2 separate regions of the Pan troglodytes genome follow, and region 2 is linked to region 1. Evidence: chromatin contacts called from public capture Hi-C data. All regions are on one chromosome and are shown on one strand. Each heading gives the region's core, a stretch centred on a gene start, on an enhancer-like site or on the middle of the called end of the contact. The rest is flanking DNA. Distances are from core to core; before and after follow the strand shown.

Region 1 (6,892 bases), core at 2,238-4,737:
AATTTCTGTTTTTGTAAACTACCCACTATCAGGTACTCTGTTATAGCAGCACAAAACAGTAACTCTATAAATGTTAGTTGCTGCTATTATGGTTAGGATTTTGATTGTGATTATTAGATGTTTACCTTGGAACAAATGCTTTCCAGGTTACCCAGTCCCTGTGGGACAATTTTGTTTATTTAAATGACTTGCCTGATCCTGATCAGCATCTGAGCTTGTGACCACTGGTGAGAAAAGAGAACAAGGACAGAAATTGGGAGCTGACTATAATTTAGGAGACCAAAGACATAAGCCTAATTTTGACATTTGGACCTTTAATCCATTTAGAAATGTATTGATATATGGTGTGAGTCTGGGATTCAACTTTTTTTTTTTTTTCAAATATCAAGCCAGTGACATTAATAGCACATACTGAATCACCCATGTCTCCTCACTGCTTTTAAAGATCACTTTTATAATATCCTCATTTTTATATAGTTGAGTCCATAGCTAGATTTTCTATTCAGTTTCATTGATCTGTTTATGGGCTCCTGCAACAGTAGTACAACTCCATGAGATTGTTATTTTATAACTGTCATTGTATTTATGGTGTTAGAATAGTGCCTGGCACATAGTAGGCACTCAGATATTCATTGAAATGGTGAATAAATAAATGAATATATTATTGCACTTTTGAAATTTAAAAAAATATTTGGCCAGGAAAATCTCCCTTTTCTTATTCAACTTTTATAAAACACTCAGGGCTAGACTCATGACTTTATTCCTCCAAGGGAACCAAGTGTTATAAGGCTGGCAGATGACGGGAGAATCAATCAGCAGAAGGTGAGGCTGGAGAGACAGCAGGAGGCATGCCATAAAGGGGCTTGTGCCCAAGCCAATGAGATCAGAATTCACTCTGTAAGCCATAGGCAATGTTGAAGGGTTGTAGGTGGGAGAGAAATTGTCAGATAGATGATTTCAGGAGATCCCTCTGTGGGCCCTAGGGTGGGTGATTGTAGGGGGACAAGACTAGGGATGCTGCAGCTCTAGGCTAGGAGGAAAAAATGAACTTGAGAGCTACCTAGCAGGTGGAATCAACAGGTTATGGAACCTAATCTCATTTGGGTGCTGGATGTAAGATAAAAGGAGATGAGATTGACCTCCAGTTACCTGGCTTGAGTAGCTGAAGGAAGAATGGTGCTCCATACTTGATAGGGTCTAGAGAAGGAGATCTGGGTTTGTGGGGGAAATGCAGTTTGTTGCGGACTTGGTAAGTCTGAGGCACCCATGGGTCTTGTTTAGAATGCAGTTAGTTCTGGAGTAAGATGAGAGATACAGAGAAAAAGGCTTTCAGGCCAATAGAGGTTAAAATCACAGGTATGGATGAGGTGGCCAGGACAACGTGTTGTTCAAAGATAAACTGTATAGAGTCTATTTTCAAAAAATGTTTATTAAATGTTCACTATGAACAGGACATTGAGCTAAGTGCTTTATATTCATCGTGCCATTTAATTCTCATAGCAATTATTGTTACCCTTATTTTTGTGATCAAGAAACCGAACCTTTAAAAGTTTAAATAATTTTTCCAAAGTCTCGCCATTGATAAGAAGTGGGTCTGGGCTGGGCACGGTGGCTCACACCTGTAATCCCAGCACTTTGGGAGGCTGAGGTGAGTGCATCACTTGAGTCCAGGAGTTTGAGATCAGCCTGGGTAACATGGAAAACATGGTCTCTACAAAAAATACAAAAATTAGCCATGTGTGGTGGCACATGCCTGTAGTCCCAGCTACTTGGGAGGCTGAGGCAGGAGAATCTTTTGAGCTCAGGATGCAGAGGTTGCAGTGAGCCAAGACCACACCATTGCACTCCAGCCTGGGTGAAAGAACAAGACCCTGTCTCAAAAAAAAAAAAAAAAAAAAAAGCAAACAAACAAACAAACAAAAAACAAAAAGCAAAAAAGAAAAGTGGGTCTGTTTCAACACAATGTTCACACTCTTAACCCCTGGAGTCCATTCTTCCAAAGATCGTATCCCCACAGACCTACTCGGAACCCTGTTCCTGGCCTCCAGCTGCTATTTGTCTTGGCCCGCAGCAATGGATTAATTTCATACGTTCAGAGGTGAACTCCCAGCCCAGGGGAAGCTACTGTGCACACACACATACTTTTTTAAAACAATTAGAGACTCACAGTCTCAAAATGCCCCAAAAGTTCCTGTATCATCCAAATTAACTCGCAGGGCTCTGTTCAGGAAGTTCTTATTAGCTCTCTGCCTCCTCAGCCTGAAGCAAGTAGAGCCTCTGAGGGCATGCAGGCCACAACAGCTGGACGCTGGTGGGAAGGGAACAGATACTCCAGTGCGTAACCCTTCTCTCCCAGTGACTCGCAGCTGCCTGCCTCAGAAATTTTACAAAATCACCCAGGAGCATGCAACCTGCTCTCTTCTGCATGATAGTTAATAGATGCAAATCCATGATTAATATTTTCCTCCACTGATTCTGATTTCATTCTGTTGGTGATTATACTGATGGCAACAGTTGAGGGGATTAAAAATCCTGTTTAATTCGCGTTAGTTTTTTTTTTTAACTTTGCTGATAAATGTTAAATGTCAAGTGCTTTGCTGTCTTCCACAAGATGCAGAGGCCAAATGAGGAGGCCAACAGAAGTAGCAGGAGCTCAGAAACAGCTCAGAGAAAGTCGTAACTTAACCAGATGACCCATATTCCACATAGCTAATGAAAACAGAGCACATAGCTTGCCCAGTGGCTCCCGAGGTCCTAATATCAACTGCATCTTTTCCACTTAATGATCCTCAATAATGAAGGCACTGGGGAAACCTTGCAATTTAAAGAAATGCCTTAGGGAGCCCTGTTGTAAGGCAAATACTTGGCCCTTGGTTGATCTCTTTGTAAGTCTAGTGTGCATTTTTAAGCCTGAAAAAAGCAATGCAGATATATAGCATCCACAGTTTTCTCACTTCTATACCCCTTCCTTCCCACCCCAAATCCTATTTTCTGTCCCTCAATACACAGGGAAAGCTCCTTGAGAAGCCAGGTCAGCCGAATCCCTTATACACTTCCAAATTCCCCACTCTGTAGGTGGTGGTATTGAGGGTGGAAATGGCAAATGGGAACCTGAGAAATTAGGACTTTTGTTTGTGTTTTTTAGTTTGCCCACGAATCCAGGGTACTGCTCCTATCAATCTCCTAGAGAAAAGATGAGTTAGCAGGAACACATGCTCAGAAATTCAGCCTTGGTGGGAGTGGGAGTGGGGAGAGTGGATCTGAATGAGTGAAATGCCAATTCACTTTCCCTGCCTCCTGCGTGGCCCCCTCCTCCTGCCTCTGGCCCAGCCCTGCTAGTTTGCCAACTCATTCTCTGTATCCATGGCTTGGGGGGACACAGGCAGCCAGTCACTAACGACACAGCCAGTTGAAGGGTGAAGTGATTCCACCAGTTGTCATTAACAAAGCTCTGAGGCTAAAATCCAGGTCATCAGGTCTTTACCCCTCCCCAGGGTTGAGGATCTCCCCCTTCCCCGCACACCAGGAGCGCTTTGTCTGTAGCTCTCCCTCCCCGACCCCAGTATTAGCATGGATTTCTTTTCTTCGTATTTAGTATCACAATTAATTGTATACAGCATCTGGCCTGTATGGAGAGTCCCTAGAGCAAAAAAGTGTGCTTGTTCCTCTTGTCCCTAATTTCTTTTTTTTTTCTTTTTTTTTTTTTTTGAGACAAAGTCTTGCTCTGTCACCAGGCTGGAGTGCAGTGTCGCGATCTCTGTTCACTGAAACCTCCGCCTCCCGAGTTCAGGCAATTCTCCTGCCTCAGCCTCCTGAGTAGCTGGGACTACAGGCACCCACCACCACGCCCGGCTAATTTTTGTATTTTTAGTAGAGACGGGGCTTCACTATGTTGGACGGGGTGGTCTCGATCTACTGACCTTGTGAACCGCCCACCTCAGCCTCCCAAAGTGCTGAGGTTACAGGCATGAGCCACCATGCCCGGCCTCTTGTCCCTAATTTCTGTGCAACCCCATCATCGTCTTTTGTCATTTGGACTTTTTGCAGTGCACAACACAATCACCTGAATAGATTAAACAAACAAATATGATCAGACTTCATCCCAAGCAAGAATCTCCCCTGGTCAGACTAGGCACCATTCTTGCCGACACCTCCCAAGGTGATTCTGATGTAACCTCTAGATTAAGAACTTCTGCCATAGGAGTTTGTTGTGCTCAGAAAAGGGGAGAGAAGAGGGAGACACAGAGGTAAAAAAGAAGATGCATAAAATAACTAGATTGGAGTTACTCCATCTCTGCTTGGTCCTGACTTTAACTCATGTAGCTGTCCTTGATCAGGTACAAGATTTGCTTCCTCTTTTGCCCCTTGATCACCTGTTCTCTACAAAGCTCAGAGAATGCCTTTTAAGACACAAATTGGGAGTATGTCATTGCCCTGCTTAAACCCACGCAGTGGTTTCCATTCTACTTAGAATAAAATATTCCTGACCACAGCATGCAGAGCTCCTCTTAGCTCATGCCTGCCTGTGTCTTCAACTTCTTTGCATGTCTCTGTCTCCCTTTTCCTACTATGCTCCAACCACACCAGCCTTGTCATTGTGGAATCTGCTGTTCCTTATGATCCTAGAGAATTTGTCTTAGAAGATTCTGCCCCGGTTATTCCCAAACATTGGTTCCTTCTTTTTATTTATTTATTTTTTATTTGAGACAGGGTCTATTTCTGTCTCCCAGGCTGGAGTGCAGTGGTGCAATCTCGGCTCACTGCAACCTCCACTTCCTGGGTTCAGGCAATTCTCATGCCTCAGCCTCCCAAGTAACTGGGATTACAGGTGCGTGACACCACACCTGGCTAATTTTTGTATTTTCAGTAGAGACGGGGTTTCACCATGTTGGCGAGGCTGCTCTCCAACTCCCGACCTCAGGTGATCCACCCGCCTCAGCCTCCCAAAGTGCTGGGATTACAGACATGAGCCACCGCACCCAGCCGGTTCCTTCTTGTATTTCTCATATCGGGCCAAGTGTCGCCTTCTCAAATAGACCCTCCTTGACCTACTAAGCTAAAGTAGCAAGCTCCTCACTCACACTGTCACATGACCCTGCTTTACTGCCTCCACAGTACTTCTCACTATGAAATTATCTTATTCACTTACCTGTTACTTGTCTATTACTACCTGCCTCCCACCTGCTAAAAGGCAAGCTCTGGAGATCAGAGATCTTATTTGTCATGTCCATTGTTCTATTCTATTTGGTGCTTTGCAATGCCTGGCACATGGTAAGGGCTCAATAAAATGTTTGTTAAATGAATGATTTATGTCATTCTAATTGGTGAATGTGCTCTACTTTCTAATAATTCATTCAATAATAGTTCTAGGAACTTGTAGCAAAGAGTAGAAATTTTTCATATTTAAATTGCCAAAGCGAAGAAATGTAATTTTACTAATTTCAAGGATATGCTTTGTTAACCAAAATTTCTAAGTAGAAGTTCTAACTGTGTTACTTTAATTAGTAGACAAACCTATGTATAATTAGTACATCAATTATATGCAAATGAAACTGCCAATATCCTTGAATATGTTTTGTCCCCCTAAGCAGTTGCAACATTCTCCACCTTCACCATGTAATTTTGTTTACAAGACTATTTTGTTTACTAGTCTCTTAATTCATAAATAGTGTAAAAAATAAACATCAGTCTTGTACCAGCTGAATTATCACACATCCCAAATCACTGGAAACCCAGTTATTAAGTGGTGGAATCATCTCTGAATATATGACAAGTGTAGATAGATTATAGCAGTCACAAGCCTGAACTAGACTTGGGAAACATAAAGCTGTTTGGGGGCCATTATTTTATTCTTCCAATACCTTCTTTATTTATTTTTATTCACTTATTTATTTATTTATTTATTTTTGAGACGGAGTCTCACTCTGTCACCCAGGCTGGAGTGCAATGGCACAATCTTGGCTCACTGCAACCTCTGCCTCCCAGATTCAAGCAATTCTCCTGTCTCAGCCTCCCAAGTAGCTGGATTATAGGCGCACACCACCATGCCCAACTAATTTTTGTATTTTTAGTAGAGATGGGTTAGCCAGGCTGGTCTTGAACTCCTGACCTCAGGTGATCCACCAGTCTCGGCCTCCCAAAATGCTGGGATTACAGGCGTGAGCCACCATGCCCGGCCCTAATTTTTGTATTTTTATTAGAGACAGGATTTCACCATGTTGGCCAGGCTGGTCTCGATCTCCTGACCTCAAGTAATCCACCTGCCCGGCCTCCCAAAATGCTGGGATTACAGTTGTGAGCCACCGTGCCTGGCCCCAGCACCTTCTTTAGACATTGATGATATCACTGAGAATGACTTCTTAAGCCACAGTCACTATAAAGAGTCAATCACCAAAGACGAGATAACCTTGTGTCACTGCAGTTGAAGATCAGCTCTCAACAACTGGTGCAACCCTCCCAGCCCTTGAGAGCCAGGGATTAACTAAAGATAATCCTCAGAGCTTGCAGACTTTCAGACATAGTGGAGTGAGCAGTGGACAATAGAGGAATGTGATTTCCCAAAGAGGATCCAAATCAAGGGGGTCAGCAAAACATAAATATATCAAAGAGATGTTTGTACACCCACAGCAGCATTATTCACAATAGTCAAGAGGTGGAAGCAACCCAGGTGTCCATCCATGGATGAATGGATAAAAAAAAGTGTGGTCTATACATACAACGGAACATTATGCAGCCTTAAAAAGGAAAGAAATTCTGACACATGCTACATCATGGATGAACTCTGATGACATTATGTGAAGTGAAATAAGGCAGTCACAAAAAGGCAAATGCTGTATAATTCCATTTATATGAGGTAGCTAAAGTAGTCAAATTCATGGCAACAGAAGGTAAA
Region 2 (6,892 bases), core at 2,153-4,652, 420 kb before region 1:
CCTCCTCTCCAGGCCAGCCCAGCTCCAGGGAAGGCCCAAGGATGGGGACAATATCCCATTCCAGGCCACGGAGCAGTGGTAATGCAGGGTCCAGGTCTGCTCCGGCTCTTGCTCTTGCTCAGAGCTGAATAATCTGGAGCCTTTGAAGAAGGATTTCTGAAAAGCCATCAGGAGTGAATCATTGACTTAGGGAGGCGATGAATCAACGGGGAGTTCATAAAACGGCAAATGAATCGGGTGTGAGAGCGACAGAGCCACTGCCATTCCCCAGAACCCTCCAGGGACAGAGAGCCGAGAGAAAAGAAATAAAAATAACACGGGGCCTTACGCCTGCCACAAACCCCAGGCAGCCCCTCCTTCCAAGTGGGAAGACAGAGTGGGGCAGAGGGATGGGACCCACTGTGGGTGAAGTGGGGCCAGAGGGAGGCTCCCGGGGGCACTCCCAGCTCTCTGGGTCCAGGCTGTGGGTGTAATTAGCAAATGCCTTTTCACTTCTTTTCAGGAGCCCTCATAAGAAAGAACACTGATTTTGACGAACACCCAAAATAATGTGAGATCAGGCACCATGCATTATGCATGAGGTCTGATTTAACATGAACATTATTTCTTGTGTACGAGACCATATGCCTCCGTGCTGTCTCTGCAGCCTAATAATACCCAGACCCACCCTGGTCAGGCTCAGCAGGAGACATGTCCACTGGTGTGTGTGTGTTGGGGGCAGGGATTGGAGCAAAACTCTCCTGGTACTCAGGTCATCTGAGGAGAGCCCACTCAGATGCCCGGGAGCAGGGTGGGTAGTGGGAGGTGGGTCATGCCCTTGGAGAAAGACCAATGTAACCATGTGAACGTGCCACTGTGCGTATGTGTGTGTGACATCAGGAGCCCGTGACTAGGTGATGCTGGGTTCATTGCATAGCAATGTGGGGGCATATGCATAGCTGAGGTTTTACTGCACAAGAAGGACTACGGCAGGAATGGATAGATCTAATTGCTGTGTGTGTTTGTATATATACACGCATATGTATGTGTGGGGGTGTGTGTTTAAAAAATAAGATCACACATACATACAAACACACAGCCTAACTTTAATTATCTGAAAGGAGCAGGAAGAGATCTGGGAGGAGCTGGGACAATGATGGACAGGAATGTGTTTGGAAAGCAGTTTAGGGGCAAGTGCTTGGAAATCCTGAGAGAAGGGGACCAGGTCAAATGTTGCAAAGGATGGCCGTGTGTGCTTAATCAAATATTACATGTGCCAGGTACTCAGTGACTCTCAAGAGCTTAGTGCCAAAGACCAGAAAGCTGGTCTTAGACTGCCCAAACTGTGGTGTGGGTGTGACCATGGGTGTCTTAGCATGCGTGTGAGTGAGCAAGGTGGTGAGAGCCTGGATCGGGGTTTTAACTGGTTGAGGGGAGGAGTGATGGGGATGGGGATGAGTGGAGAGAGAGAGAGAGGAGGTGGTGTATGATCGTGGGTTTCTGAGAGTGGCTGTGTGAATGGGCAGGGTGGAAGATGAGAGGGAAGGGTCATGGATTAGTGTGTGTGTGTGTGTGTGTGTGTGTGTGAGAGAGAGAGAGAGAGAGGGGGCAGGCTTGCTTCTTTTGGAGGCTAAAGTTGCCTCTGCTCTAACTGGCAGTCCTCCTCGAAGAGCCCACTTGAAGCTGACTTTTTGAGGGCATGCTTAGGTTCAAGGTGGCTCTGGTAACTGCTACCAGGTCCCAGTTCAGGGACCAATAGAGGGCAGTCCTCCCACATGGAGGCCTCAAGAGGCAGCAAGGGGAGCCCTAAATGGCCAAACACCATTTCAACTCCAGAGCCTTCAAATGTGACAGGCAGGGACAAAACGGATGGCTGCTCCAGCTACCTCTGGTCTCAGTCTCCGAGCCAGAGGCCCTGGGTAGATCATCTTGGCTGAGCTTAGGAGAGTAACTAGGCCTGATAACCAGTCTCCTCTCACTCCACCCTCTGCTTAGGTGGGTCTCCTTTTTGGAGCTGAAGCCCTGCTAGGGAAAGTTCCAGGGAGGGAGGCAGCCTGGCCCTGGATGTGTCATTGGAGGCCCAGAGCCTCTCCAGGGGAGGATGAGTTCTAAACGGCTCTAAGTGGGCAACTGCGATTGGGGGTCAGTCCTATGGACATCCAGTCAAGTCCTAAGGTCAAGGGATGATTGCATAGGACCTAAGGCATGCAACATATAAACTAGTGCAACCTTCTGGGCAGTAGGTGGGGGAGAATATAATGTCGTCACGCCTCAAGGCAGGGTACCTTCTGGGTTTGCCTTGATGACCGCAGGTGACTAAGATGACCATTTTCCTTCCTTTTGGTATTGGCCAACCTCCATTCTACAAATATTCTTCCTGCTCAAAGCATTAGCAGTGTAGCCTGGGTTTTCTTTTCCCTCTCCTACCTCTGGGATTGGCTGTGGCTTTGCACACACAACAGCATACACACAAATTCTTACACCAACTTGCAGAGGTTCACATGGGGAGAGAGTTCTAACTACCATAATCTGTGGCCACATCAACATAAACAATAATTTTGTTCAAGTGAGATGCGGAAGGAGATGGGATCAGAAAATTCCCAATATGCTAGGGAAAGCTTGGACTTCCTTGGAGGTTGATGCTAGGGACACATACCTCTCCTGAACAAAAAGAAGTCTGAGGCTCTCAGGCATAAGCAGGTAGATATACATACCCTTGGGACGGAGAGACTGCATCAAGCCCACAGTTGGCTGTGCTTGTCCTAACTCTATGCTATCCAGGGAAAAAGATTTCTCTTTCCTATAAAGTGCTGAGATTCCTACCATCTAGGGGCCTTCTGCGACCAAGGGGTTGATCACCGGGTAGCTATCTCATGCTGGTATCTCATTAAGCCAAATCCTTGCAAAGTAAAAGATTTTCTTCCATCCCTTTTTCCACTTTTTTTTTTTTCATTTTTTTTTGTTCTACTCCTCAGCTGCTGCTGGTTCTTGGGAGGCTGCTTTGTTTTGCTATTTTTGAGTTGACTTGCTTAAATAATAAACCCACCCTCTTGTAGAGGATCAAGCAGACAATTAGGAAATCAATCAATCAATTGGTGTCAGCTGCAGGCAGAGGCCGGTGAAAGGCCTCATCTTCCCGGTGGCCCTTTCCAACCTCAAAACCTGCTGAGGCTCTGGGCCGCGCAGGCGGCGGGAGCTTTCAGCTTCATTTGCTTCCATTTCAGAGCCTTGAGGCTGGGACAAATCCAGGAATGGAGAAATGAGGGAGCAGGGAGGAGTGTGTGGCGGCTTCAAAGTTTTGTTCTTGGTGGAGTAGGAAATGAGAGGCTGAGGCAGGGTGGTCAGTGGCTCCTGGCTATGCCATTGCCCAGCTGGCCGGTATGTTGCCAGCTTCCTCTTTAGGAAACATGGGAGGGAAGGCTACCTGGCCCACCAGTGTGGGGAACGGCTGGGACACAGGTGCCAATTACAGGGCTATTCGCTCACCTGGCTGGACTGAGCTGAGGAGGAGAAGAAAAAAGGAGCAGGGAGTGAGGGGCTGGGCCTCTAGAAGCCGAGGCAGCCTTTGTACTTGCAGAGACAATTCCCCCCAAGAGTGAGGGCCGAGCGCAGAAAGTCGCCAGGAACTCTCAGCATGGCACAGTCATCCTGAGGCCCTAGCCCCGCCAGGGAGCACCAACTTGGGGCCCTGGGGACACCTCTCTGGACATCCCTGACACCGTCAGCTAGAGCCCAGGCCTCTCACAGGCCTGGACTTGGGCCGCTTCCCTGGCAGGAGGGGCCCCACACGCCCCCTCACTAGGGTCAGCTTTCTCCCCAGCTAAGAGATTGTGCCTTCAAGCTTTGGCTTCACAAAGAGCGAGAGAAACCGCATGTGGCTTCTCCTGAGAGGGGAAAAGAACTGCGTCTACGGAGGAAGCAGGAAGAGCTCTTTTATCAGTATTTTTAAGAAGGGTTGTTTTAAAGGAGAAAATAAGGTCTTGACTGGAACCCAGGTAGTCTGGAGCTCTGTGTCGGGAACCAGATCTGCCCCCAGATACCCTGACTCACTCCAGAAGACAGCATCTGAGAAGGTCTGTGCTCTCCTTCCTATCACTCCCTGCAGTGGTGGTGGTGATGAGGGTCTTGGGTACCCAACCTTGGAAAGAAGATATCAGGTCTTTCTGATGGCACAGTTGCCCGTGCCTCCACTTCTCCCCAACAGAAGCTGGGGCAGTGGTTTGTTTGCAGAGACATAAGACCGGCTTTGCCCAAGCAAATTGGCAGGGCTCCCTCCCTAGGCTGACCCAGCTCACATAGGACCATGAAAGCCACGTCTGTCTAAGCTGTTAGAACTCCCAGTGCATCCAGGGGGGCTTGGGCACCATTTGAGTTTGGGTGGAGAGCCTGCTGGAGTAGGATGGTGGGGCCTGACCAGGCTTCCAGGTGCCCTAGGACTGGGAATGGTAAAGTTGGCTCAGACCTCTCATATAGAGTGCAAGGTGAAATGAAAGTTGGGGGTTGAGGTGTCAGGTGGGGGATTATAGATTCTAGGCTGGTGACCCAGGCCGAGGCGGGCTTCTTTCTTGGTGGAGAAGAGCAGTCGAGTTGTGCATGAACAATGGCTGATCCGAATTCCATGTGGTGTCTTTGGCTCACTGTCCCGGGCCCTGGTTTGGTCTAGGAGAGTCTGTCTACGACAGGGGGACACAAGGCAGCTTCATCTTCCCTAAACTGATGCATCTGAGGCAGGGGCCCAACTGTTGCCCATGTCCTGATATCCACCTGGAAGGTCTGCAGGGTCATCTTCCTCCAAGATCTCTCCTGGTGAGATCAGAACTTCAGGGAGGTGAAGCAGGGGATCCCATCGCTTCACCCCAAAACCCACCCAGCCCTAGCAGTAAAAAGGACAGGACACAGCCCTGGGGTACATGTTTATGTGAGTAATAAAATATTTACTATAACATAAATATAAAGGGAACTTCCCAGTCTACATTATTTTTTTTTTGCAATAAAGATACAAAGAGAATGCACCGAAACATTGTTTCAAAAAATAATAAAAATAAAATAACAAAATTTAAATTCAAACCTTAACAAACAGAAGAAACGGAGAAGGGGGAAGCTCCAAACACATCCAGAAAATAAATAGAGATGGGTCAGAAATTCGGAAATCATATTAAAATATCTTTTTCGGATTAGTCAGTGTACAAAATCCTTTAGGGTAGGAAGGAAGGGTAACCCGGAAAAACAAAAATAAAAACCAAGCACAAAATGTTTCTTCTCCCCGCCAGTGTGTACATATCTCACATATTTACATGGTTCCCACCTCACCCCAAACTTGGGGAATTTCTCTCCCGGCCTCCCCTGGCATCCCGCATCCCGGCGGGCTGGAAAGGGAGCAGAGGGAAGCTGCAGGGAATCAGGCGGAGGGTTCTCAGGGAACGGCTTATTTCTACAGCTGGTTAAAAAACAATCTCTCTAACTTTTCCAAGTTTCGTTTGGTGTGGCCAGGAGGGCAGGGCCCCGCGGGGAGCAGGGGCCGCGCTGTGCGGCGGTCGGTCTGCAGCAGGGCAGAAGCCCCTTCCCGTCTGGGTGTGTGGGAGCGCAGACCCCTCCGGCGTGGCCGGGAACCAAGCCGGGGCTCGGATGAAACGAAACGAAAAATGAACACTAGAATTTTTTTTGTTAGTTTTTTTTTTTTTTTTTGCTTTTCTTGGGGGGGAGGGTAGGGTAGGGAAATATAAGGGGAAAAATAAATTAGGCTAGATTAAAGCTTTGGCTATTTCCTGCTTTTATACACAGACGCGGCTCTCGCGACCTCCCCTCCGGGGCCCCGATAAATACAGTATACAGCGATTTAAATTAAGGGCGCGGGCGGAGTTAGAAGGACCCCAGGAGCCGAGAGGCTCCACGAATAAATAAAAACCGTAAAAAACCAAGCCCGGAGAAAGGGGAAAAGGGGGTGGGGCGCATCCTTATAGGAGAGAAGAGGCGTGTAGCGAATAAAGTGACAGCCCCCCACCCTGGACCCGCAGGCTCAGGAGTCCACGCGGGGAGAGGGGATGGAGAACTCTCCTCGCTTCGTCCTCTCTCCCGGGGAATCCCTAACCCCGCACCGCGTTACCTGTCGCTTTGGGGAGGCCGCTGCCGGGATCCGGCCCCGAACAGCCCGGGGGGGCAGGGGCGGGGGTCGTCGAGGGGATGGGGGCAGAGAGCAGGCGGCGGGCAGGATGCCCGGGGTGAGTTGGCGAGTTCCGGATCTTCGCTCCTCTCTCGGGGCTCGGGCGACGCAGCCTACCGGGCTGTCTTCGCCGCTCACCGGAGAGGGTCGTCCGGGTGTTTGGTTTTGTTCGAAAGTTTCTGGGCTTTTTTTTTTTTTTTTTTTTGTAAAATCCAAAGCAACCGAACAAAAAGAGTCCAGGCCGCGCGGGCGGGCTGCGCGCCCGCGCCCTGCAGCGCGCCGGCGGGGGCCCGGCCCGCGGGGTCACTGCACGGAGCCGGGCAGTGTGTGGTGGTGGTGGTGGTGCAGCGCCGCCGGCGGGGGCGGTGGGGGCGCGGAGGGTGGCGATGCGCCGCCCCCGCCAGGCCCTAGCTCCCCAGGCGCGTATACATCGTCCATGGGCGGGTGGCCCGCGCCGGCCGCAGGGGTCATGCGCTTCTCCTTCTGCCGCCGGTTGCAGAACCAGACGCGCACCACCTCCTTCTCCAGCTGCAGGCTGTCTGCCAAGCCGGTGATCTCGTGCGCCGAGGGCTTGGGGCACTTGAGAAAGTGGCTCTCGAGCGCGCCTTTGACCCCCACCTCGATGGACGTGCGCTTCTTGCGCTTGCGGCCCTGCGCCGCGATCTTGTCCAGGTTGGTGGGGCTGCCGCTGGACGAGTCGGTCTCCTCCAGCCACTTGTTGAGCAGCGGCTTGAGCTTGCACATGTTCTTGAA

The links. Capture Hi-C pulls out chosen DNA fragments and counts their contacts.
Region 2: a contact with region 1 is called in a capture Hi-C map of stem cell-derived neural stem cells, with 9 times the contacts expected there. The contact joins two enhancer-like sites. A contact is called at or near these places in 1 of 1 datasets of contacts at active chromatin or transcription factors (stem cell-derived excitatory neurons) and 1 of 1 other capture datasets (stem cell-derived neural stem cells).

What each region holds. Positions count from the first base shown.
Region 1 is chr1:192,522,841-192,529,732 of NHGRI_mPanTro3-v2.0_pri, reverse strand. No RefSeq gene overlaps it. Among named protein-coding and RNA genes, the nearest start is that of RRAGC, 390 kb to the right of the region's middle. Within about 2 kb of position 3,487, at least 2 of the 24 cell types and tissues checked have an H3K27ac peak or open chromatin away from gene starts, as enhancers often do. A contact at or near this core is called in stem cell-derived neural stem cells, where this site is marked.
Region 2 is chr1:192,945,856-192,952,747 of NHGRI_mPanTro3-v2.0_pri, reverse strand. POU3F1 (POU class 3 homeobox 1) reads right to left here. Exons shown (of 1, transcript XM_009454161.5): 1 at 4,882-6,892. The coding sequence ends at 6,443. Among named protein-coding and RNA genes, the nearest start is that of POU3F1, 4.5 kb to the right of the region's middle. Within about 2 kb of position 3,402, at least 1 of the 24 cell types and tissues checked has an H3K27ac peak or open chromatin away from gene starts, as enhancers often do. A contact at or near this core is called in stem cell-derived neural stem cells, where this site is marked.